Linked DNA regions of Pan troglodytes: region 1 is linked to region 2. The links are chromatin contacts, called in public HiChIP or PLAC-seq maps. All regions are on one chromosome and are shown on one strand. Each heading gives the region's core, a stretch centred on a gene start, on an enhancer-like site or on the middle of the called end of the contact. The rest is flanking DNA. Distances are from core to core; before and after follow the strand shown.

Evidence for each region. HiChIP or PLAC-seq counts read pairs in DNA pulled down with a chosen protein or histone mark.
Region 1: a contact with region 2 is called in an H3K4me3 HiChIP or PLAC-seq map of stem cell-derived excitatory neurons, with 4 times the contacts expected there. The contact joins the promoter of MRPS12 here to the promoter of ACTN4 in region 2. A contact is called at or near these places in 1 of 7 Hi-C or Micro-C datasets (stem cell-derived neural progenitor cells) and 1 of 1 datasets of contacts at active chromatin or transcription factors (stem cell-derived excitatory neurons).

The regions. Positions count from the first base shown.
Region 1 is chr20:42,068,386-42,072,944 of NHGRI_mPanTro3-v2.0_pri, reverse strand. It overlaps MRPS12 (mitochondrial ribosomal protein S12), which reads right to left and starts at 2,454. Exons shown (of 3, transcript XM_001135151.4): 1 at 2,286-2,454; 2 at 1,941-2,008; 3 at 266-953. The coding sequence starts at 1,989. The coding sequence ends at 586. SARS2 (seryl-tRNA synthetase 2, mitochondrial) reads left to right here and starts at 2,548. Exons shown (of 18, transcript XM_016935869.2): 1 at 2,548-2,814. The coding sequence starts at 2,548.
Region 2 is chr20:41,773,862-41,778,375 of NHGRI_mPanTro3-v2.0_pri, reverse strand. ACTN4 (actinin alpha 4) reads right to left here and starts at 2,286. Exons shown (of 21, transcript XM_003954372.6): 1 at 1,962-2,286. The coding sequence starts at 2,123.

The DNA of each region.
Region 1 (4,559 bases), core at 1,205-3,704, 290 kb before region 2:
ACATGAACCTGGGGGGCAGAGGTTGCAGTGAGCTGAGATCATGCCACTGCACTCCAGCCTGGGCAACAGAGCGAGACTTTGTCAAAAAAAAAAAAAAAAAAAAGGAGCCCTCCATGCGTGTTATGCACATAGAGCATCGAATTTAATCTTCCCCAAACCAAACAAAGGAGATACCACCAATGGAGCTATTTTCTGGAGGAGGAAACTGAAGCTCAGAGATGTCCACTGCCACAGCCACACAGAGGGCAAATACTCCACAAGGGGATTCACATCACAAGCGCCAGGGTCTGTTTATTAAAACCCCTTCCCAGCAGAGGGCAGTACAGTGTCTTGTCCCAGCAGAAAAGGTCCTTCAGGCCACCCCTCTAAACACAGGAGCCAAGGGTGTTGACAGAGGGGCACCCTTTGCACCCCCAGGACTCCTATGGCTTAATAGTGGTCCTGATGGAAGAGGCGGAGCCAGGACTTGAATCCATGAATGGCTGCCTCTAGAGGCGCAAAGGCCAGCATCGGAGGACCCTGCGGCAGCCAGGAGCGGAAGGTTCATGTTCTGCAGGGGCGCCCAGCCCACTGTGCCCCCAGCCGTCACTTCTTCTGCACGTGGCCACAGTCGTACTTGCCACGCACAACGGTGAGCTTGACGCCTGGCAGGTCCTGGGTGCGGCCGCCCTCCACAAGGACAATCTGGTGCTCCTGCAGGGTGTGGCCCTCCCCGGGGATGAAGCAGACCGCCTCGCGGCCAGTGCTGAGCCGCACTCGACAGCACTTGCGATTGGCCGAGTTGGGCTTCTTCGGCTTGCGGGTGAACGTGCACAGGACCACACCCTTCAGCTGCGGCCGGCCTTCCGTGGGGCCCAGCTTCCGAGGCGGCCGCTTGGGGGGCCCCAGGCGGTGCATCTGGTTCAGGGTAGCCATGGAGCAGGTGGCCCAGAGCCGGGGAACCAGAGCTGGGCCTGGAGAGGGCCGAAAGGGGTTATTATCCCAGAGAACAGATCTTAGTGTAGTAGCAAGTCAATTTTGGTGTTTTAGGCATTGTTTAAAGCACCTTACAAGGATGCATTTGTTCACATCTAATGTTATTTACAGACAAAAGTAACTCTTTATTCTTCAAGGAAGCATTACCTTTTTTTTTTTTTTTCTTTTTTTTTGAGACAAAGTCTCACTCTGTCGCCCAGGCTGGAGTGCAGTAGCTCAATCTCGGCCCACTGCAACCTCTGCCTCCTGGGTTCAAGCAATTCTCCTGTCTCAGCCTCCTGAGCAGCTGGGACTACAGGCACCCACCACCACGCTCGGCTAATCTTCGTATTTTAAAGTAGAGATGGGGTTTCACCATGTTGGTCAGGCTGGTCTCGAACTCCTGACCTCGGCCTCTCAAAGTGCTGGGATTACAGGTGTGAGCCACCACGCCTGGCCAGGAAGCATTATTTTTAATGCTGTTTAAAATAATAGTAGGCTCAGTGGCTCATGCATGTAATCCTAGCACTTTTGGAGGCTGTGGAGGGTCACTTGAGCTCAGGAGTTAAGGCCAGACTGGGCGACACAGGGAGACCTCCCTCTCTACAAAGAATCAAAAAGTTAGCTGGTTGTGGTTCTGCAGGCCTGTGGTCCCAGCTACTTGGGAGGCTGAGGCGGGAGGATCACTTGAGCCCAGGAGGTCGAGACTGCAGTGAGCTGTGATCACACCGCTGCACTTCAGCCTGGGCGACAGAGGGAGATCTTAAATAAATAAATAATAAAACTGACCCAAACGCCGCTTGACACGCAGTAGCCCTCCATGCAGCTGCTTCCCACCTCTTGCTCTAGCAGCCCTAGCTCTGCCAAAACCCCACCGTGTTTTTCCACCCCCGTTTCCCTCGGGGCTCCGACAGAGGCACACAAGTCCAAGAGCGAATAACCCTCCCCCTCTAGCCTCGTCCCTGAAGCCCAAGTCCCCCACTTACCACAAGTTAGGGACGTGTTGAGGCCACGGAGAAGGCCAGACCAGGACATCCTGCCGCCTGGGCCGTCCCTGTGGTAGGGGATAAAAGACTCAGAAAGGAGGAAAAAGTGGCCGATCCGCAAATGCTCCCCGATCCGCTCTCAGGACTTTCTGGCTTAAATCAAAGGAAATACCTCTATAGGTCTAACCACAGGCCCTCATACTGCTAACAGAAAGTCCCTCCGTAAATTTAGCCTCGCTCTGAGTGGGTTCCCGAGGGCCCAACCACTCTCGCCCGCACAAAGGAAGAACTGGGAAATTGGGGAGATGGCCTGGTAGATTTGGAGGACCCCAGGATTCCACCGACCTCACAGGACCTAAAGGTGAGGTCGCGGACACGCTGAATCCAGCTTCTAGCCTCTTCCGGGCGCTATCCGTGCAGGGATTGGCTGGTTCTGCCTCGCGTCACTGAAGAGGCGGGACACAGACGACGATTGGGCGACGAAGGACTCTATCGCGGTCAACTTTCCTCAGGATCTGATTGGCTCGTCACGGTCAGGTTCGCTGCTTTGCAATTGGTCTAAACGCGGAGTGGGCGGGACGAAGTGCCGCCTTGTCCCCGGTCCAAGATGGCTGCGTCCATGGCGCGGCGCTTGTGGCCTTTGCTGACTCGTCGGGGGCTCCGGCCCCGGGGAGGCTGCATCTCCAACGATAGTCCAAGGAGAAGTTTCGCTACAGAGAAACGAAACCGGAACCTCCTGTACGAGTATGCGCGCGAGGGCTACAGCGCACTCCCTCAGCTGGACATAGAGCGGTTCTGCGCATGCCCAGAAGAGGCCGCACACGCCCTGGAGCTCCGCAAGGGGGAGCTGCGCTCGGCAGACCTGCCCGCGATCGTGAGTGCGCCTGCGCCGGCCGGGGGGCGCAGGCGTTTGCTTTACGGAAGAATTGGGTTTGCAAGATGTCCTCCGGCAGGGGGCGAACCTATAGTAGGAATTTTAGTTCTTTCCCAAGTTAGCCAACGTCTTGTGCATGGCACCCACTTATGTGCCAGTTGTCCAGTGAGTGCTGAGGCCCTACCATGTGCCAAGAATGCCTACTGTGTCCTGGACACCCATTATGCGCTTGTTTCATACTGCTTGCTGGGTACCTACTGTCGTCTAGGAACTTGCTATGTGACATTGCCCTCCGTGCTGCAACCTCATGCCAGCCTTTCCCTAAGACCACAAAGGAAAATGGGGAGCCAAGTGTGAATCGGACGGGGTCAGGCCTGGGGTGTGGTGGAGCTCTTGCGTTTGGAGAGAGAGGTAGGGAGAGCTGTGCACCTCCGCCACACATAGCAGGCAGTTAAATAGAGTTAATGAATGAATGAATGAATCCATTAATGAATGGTTCTATTAAACTGATACTTAAGGTGCAACTGCTATATTCCGGTGTTCTAGATGTTGCAAATATGCGGTGAATAATAATAAAATTGCTAGCACTTATAAAAGGGAATTAGGACCGGGTTCACAATATCTCTGTGTTGAGGTGCTAACGATAGTGGGGTCCCCACGTCTTCCCATTCCTCTCTTGGACTCCCCTCCCAGCCTGTTTGAAGTGCTTTATTCACTTTAACCTCGTTTAATTTTCACAGCAACTCTATGAAGTAGGTGCCATTATTTCTCCCATTTTATCAGAGGGGAAATTAAGACTTCAAGAAGCTAATTCACTTGCGCTAGGTCATGCAACTGGGAAGTGGCAGAGTGGGAATTTTAACCTGTGCTTTCTGGCCTAGAATCCACTTTTTTTTTTTTTTTTTTTTTTGAGATAGGGTGTTGTTCTGTCGCCCAGGATGAAGTACAGTGGTACAATTATAGCTCACTGGAACCTTGAATTCCTGAGCTCAAATAATCCTCCCACTCAGCCTCCCGTGTAGCTGGGACTACAGGCAGACACCACCACGCCCGGCTAAACTTTTGTATTTTTTGTTGAGACAGGGACATACTATGTTGCCCAGGCTGGTCTTGAACTCCTGCACCCAAGTCATCCTCCCACCCTGGCCTCCCAAAATGCTGAGATTACAGGCATGAGCCACCACACCCAGACTCCACAATCTTAAGTACCCTGCTGTGCCCTCTCATGATCTGAGTTCACAGTCTAGTAAAAGACATTTTTTTTTTTTTGAGATGGAGTTTTGCTCTTGTCTCCCAGGCTGGAGTGCGCTGCGACTTCTGCCTCCCAGGTTGAAGTGATTCTCCCACCTCAGCCTCCCGAGTAGCTGGGATTAGAGGCACGTGCCACCACATCTGCATAATTTTTGTATTTTTAGTAGAGACGGGGTTTCACCATGTTGGCCAGGCTGGTCTCAAACTCTTGACCTCAAGTGATCCACCCGCCTTGGCCTCCCAAAGTGCTAGGAGTACAGATGTGAGCCACCATGCCCCACTAAAAGACATTTAACATATACAACTCTACATATATACTAATTACAATTTCTGGTAAATTTGACTACCTAGAGTAATCAAATTCATACAGACAGATATACTCATTATAATCTGTGGTAAATGCTGTGAAGGCAAAGTGGAGGACAGCCTGGGAGGACTTCTCAGAGGAGGTGGCATTAAACAAAGATCTGTGGATTGAGAAATTACCAGGGAAG
Region 2 (4,514 bases), core at 1,037-3,536:
ACGCTGGTAATGGACCCAAGGTTATGCGCGGCCCCACCTCAGGCTGCCTTGGAACAGCTGCTCCTTCCACCCTTCCCACCCTTTCCCCTCCAGCCTGGGCTAGGCTGCCTGTGCCAAGCTCCTGGCCACCAACTCACGCCCTCGAGAGGCTTCCAGTCACTCCCCACTCTGCCAGGTCACCACTCAAAGCCCTGTAGTCTGTTCCTGAAAAATCTCCACCAAACCCACTCTCCCAAACCTTCAGAGCCCTGTCCAAAGTCCCAACTCTACACACATCCCTCTTTATTAACAGAATCACCGCAAGGACCCCTCGGATCCCTTTGCATTTTGCAGATAACAAAACTGCCCGGAGAGTTCAAGGGTCTTGTCCAAGGCCACAGAGCGAATCAGTAACAAATCTGGAAAGAAAATCCAGATCTCCAGATCCCACGAAATGCTTCCAACTTCAAGTACCTCCCACCCATTTCACGCACAAAACTTCTGAACAACCCCTTCCCCCCACACACACCCACTCACCACGCTCCTTTCTTTAGCTCTTCCTGCACACACTCAGAGCTCCCCCCTCAACCACACTGGATTTATCCCCCCCCTCCAACAGACACTGACACCTCGCTCGGGATCCCACTCCACTTCTCATCACCTTTTCACTGCTGTGGGGCCCTACCAAGTTGCCCCCCCCCGCCCCCCAAAAAAACAGTGCCACCTGAACACAGTCTCTGCTTCAGGATCCCTTCACCTACCTCCGGTCTCTCCAAAAAAGACACAATTCTTCCTGGACACTCTCAACGCTTCCTCCCCAAACTCATTCTGCCTGCACGACACACACACACGTTCTCCAGTCCCGGGACTGCACCTCCAGGAGCCAGCACCCCCTCCTCAAATTCCTTTCTCAGTCTATCCATTACGCATTCCCTTTCTAATGAGACTTTCATTTTCCTAAACGAACCTCCCTCCCATTATCCACCATTCCAGCTCACCCTCCCTCCCACCGATCTCACCTTCTCCCTCTACACTTCCTCATTCTCTCCAACGCTTTAGCTTTTCAGCTTCCCATCAATTCTTTAGAAACCCCTCCCCAAATTATCCCCACTCTCCGTATCCCCTCTACTCCGGCTTCTCCATCCCTCATCAATTCCTCTTATTATTCCTCCTATCTCTTAATCTTCTCCCCTTTGGAACAGGGCACCACAAATAAATCTCACCCCCTTCAAAAACGTCTGATTCACGGGCCCCTTAACTTCTTCCTTCCGCACCCCACCCTCCTCAGACCCCCAGTCCTGGCACCTCTACCCTCCTCACACCCTAAGCCCATGTCTTTTCATGCTCAATTCTACCCTTAGCCCCTGTTTTCATCTTCCCAGCCTCCCTAGTCTTCCCACCCGTCTTCAGACCCCACAATCTCCACTCCATCCTCACACTTGATGCTTCATCCCCTTTAGAACTCCCCCAACCTGAGGCTCCCCCAATTCCAGTCTCCTTCAGATCTTTCTGCTCTCCAAATAACCAACCCCTCCACACTCAAGCTCCTCCTCACACTTCCCAGACCCAGAAATTCCCTTCCCAGCCTCCCCTGATTCTCCTCCCAGCACCCCCAACCCATGCTCCGACCCTTCAAGCCCGCCTCGGATCCCAGTTCCATTTCAGCCTGCCCAGTCATCTCCTCGGTTTCCCCTAATGGCACGCCCAGACCCTCCAAATCCTTCATCAGCCTTCCCGATTCCTTTTATTTGACTCCCATATTCCCCACCCAGCCGCCAATTCTCTTTTCAGATTCCCAATTCCTTCCTCTAGCTCGGCGATTCCTCCTCAGGACTCCAATTCCCTTCCCGGACCCGCCAATTCCTTCTCGGGACCCCCCCGTTCCCATCACAGACGCTCCAGTTACCTTTCAGGACCTCCCACCCCTCCCCGGGCACCCTCAGAAAAGCCCCTCCAGCCCGTCCGGCCCGCGGGCCGCGTACCTTGCGCTGCTGCTTCTCCCAGGCCGGGTCCAGCAGCAGGTCCCGGTCCCAGTCGTCCTCCTGGGCCATGTAGTCGCCCATGCTGCCCCCGCCGCCAGCGCCATTGCCCGCGCTGCTGGGGCCGTACTGGTACGACTGGTTCGCCGCGTGGTAGTCCACCATTCCGCCGCCTCTCGCTCGCCCACCAGCCTGTTCGCTCCCGCCTCAGCTCCCGCCCCTCTGCCCGAGCCGCCGCCGCTACCGCCGCTTCAGCTGCTTCAGCCCGCCCTCCGCCCGCGCCTGCGCACTGCCCGCCGCGCCTGCGCACAGCGCCGAGGTTGCCGCCCTCCCGCGCGCGCGCGCCTGCCAAACCAGAAAAGGCACCAAGGCCGCGCTCGGGAGCTTGGCGCCTGCGCAGAGTCCCGCTTCCTTGCCGCCCGACTCAGCCCGGGGGCGAGCCGCGCCCCCTCTCCCGCGTGAACGCGCGCGTCGTTCGCGTATGGGCGGGGCCAGATCATGAATGATTCATAAGGGCAGGCCCCGCCATCGGACCTGAACCAGCTCAGGCTTGGAATGCACTGCACCGGGTTCCCATTCAGCGACACAAATTCAACAAATATTTATTGAACACCTACTCTGTGCCAGACTATGTTTTACGCAGGCACTAAAAACAGAAAAAAATCCCAACTTTCATGAAACTACCTTCTAGTAAAGGAAGCCACATACACACAAATCTACTTTTATTTTTATTATTTTTTGAGACGGAGTCTCGCTGTGTCTCCCAGGCTGGAGTGCAGTGGCGCGATCTCGGCTCACTGCAACCTCCGCCTCCCGGATTCAAGCAATTCTCCTGCCTCAGCCTCCCGAGTAGCTGGGAACACAGGCATGCTCCACCACACCCGGCTAATTTTTGTATTTTTTTAGTAGAGACGGGGTTTCACCATGTTGGCCAGGCTGGTCTTGAACTCTTGAGCTCAAGCGATCCTCCCGCCTCAGCCTCCCAAAGTGCTGGAATTACAGGCGTGAGCCACCGCACCCAACCAACACACAAATTTTTTTTTTTTGAGACGGAGTTTCGCTCTCGTTGCCCAGGCTGGAGTGCAATGGCGTGATCTGGGCTCACTGCAACCTCCGCCTCCCAGGTTCAAGCTATTCTCCTGCCTCAGCCTCCCGAGTAGCTGGGATCACAGGCATGTGCCACCACTCCTGGCTAATTTTGTATTTTTAGTAGAGACGGGGTTTCTCCATGTTGGTCAGGCTGGTCTCAAACTCCCGACCTCAGGTGATCCGCCCACCTCAGCCTCCCAAAGTGCTGGGCTTACAGGCATGAGCCACTGCGCCTGGCCTCAACACTCAAAATTTTAAAAAATATGTGGACAGGCACAGTGGCTCACACCTGTAATCCCAGCACTTTGGGAGGCTGAGGCGGGAGGATGGCTTGAGCCCAAGAGTTCAAGGCCAGCCTAGGCAACATAACAAGAACCTGTCTCTACAAGAAATGTAAAAATTCACTGGGCATGGCTGTGTGCACCTGTAGTCCCAGCTACTCAGGAGGCTGAGGAAGGGACATCACTTGAGCCCAGGAGTTCCAGTCTGCAGTGAGCTGTGATCACACCAATGCACTCCAGAAGCGAAATCCTGTCTCAAAAATATACATAAAAGTAAAAAATAGGTAGTATTGTATATTCCAAGGTGTTGAGTATTTGGAGAAAAATCAAGCATGGGCTGGAATGCAAATAAACTACTCAGGTAGGCTTCATGGAGAAGGCAGACATTTAAACAAAGGTGCGAGCCACTGCATCAGGAAGTATCTTAAATTTAAATATTCAGCCAGGCACTGGTGGCTTACTCTTGCAATCCCAGCACTCTGGGGAGTCAAGGCTGGAAGAGTGCTTGAGCCCAAGAGTTTGAGGCCAGACTGGGTAACATAACAAGATCTCATCTCTACAAAAAAATGTTTACATTAAAAATAAATGGCTGGGCGCAGTGGCTCATGCCTGTAATCCCAGCACTTTGGGAGGCCGAGGCAGGCAGATCACGAGGTCAGGAGTTAGAGGCCAGCCTGGCCAACATGGTGAAACCCCGTCTCTACTAAAAATACAAAAATTAGCCGGGCGTGGTGGCATGCACCTGTAATCCCAGCTACCCAGGAGGCTGAGGTAGGGGAATCACTGGAACTCGGGAGGCAGAGGCTGCAGTGAGCCGAGATCGCGCCACTGTACTCCAGCCTGGGCGACAGAGCAAGACTCCGTCTAAAATAAAAATAAAAATAAATAAATAAATATCCGGCCAGGTGTGGTGGCTCACGCCTGTAATCCCAGCACTTTGGGAGGCCGAAGTGGGCGGATCACCCCAGGTCAGGAGTTCAAGACCAGCCGGGCCAACAATTCCGTCTCTACTAAAAATACAAAATTAGCCAGGCATAGTGGCACATGCCTGTAATCCCAGCTACTCAGGAGGCTGAGGCAGGAGAATAGCTTGAACCTGGGAGACGGAGGTTGTGGTGAGCCAAGATTGCACCATTGTACTCCAGCTTGGGCAACAAGAGCGAAACTCCATCTCAGATAATAATAA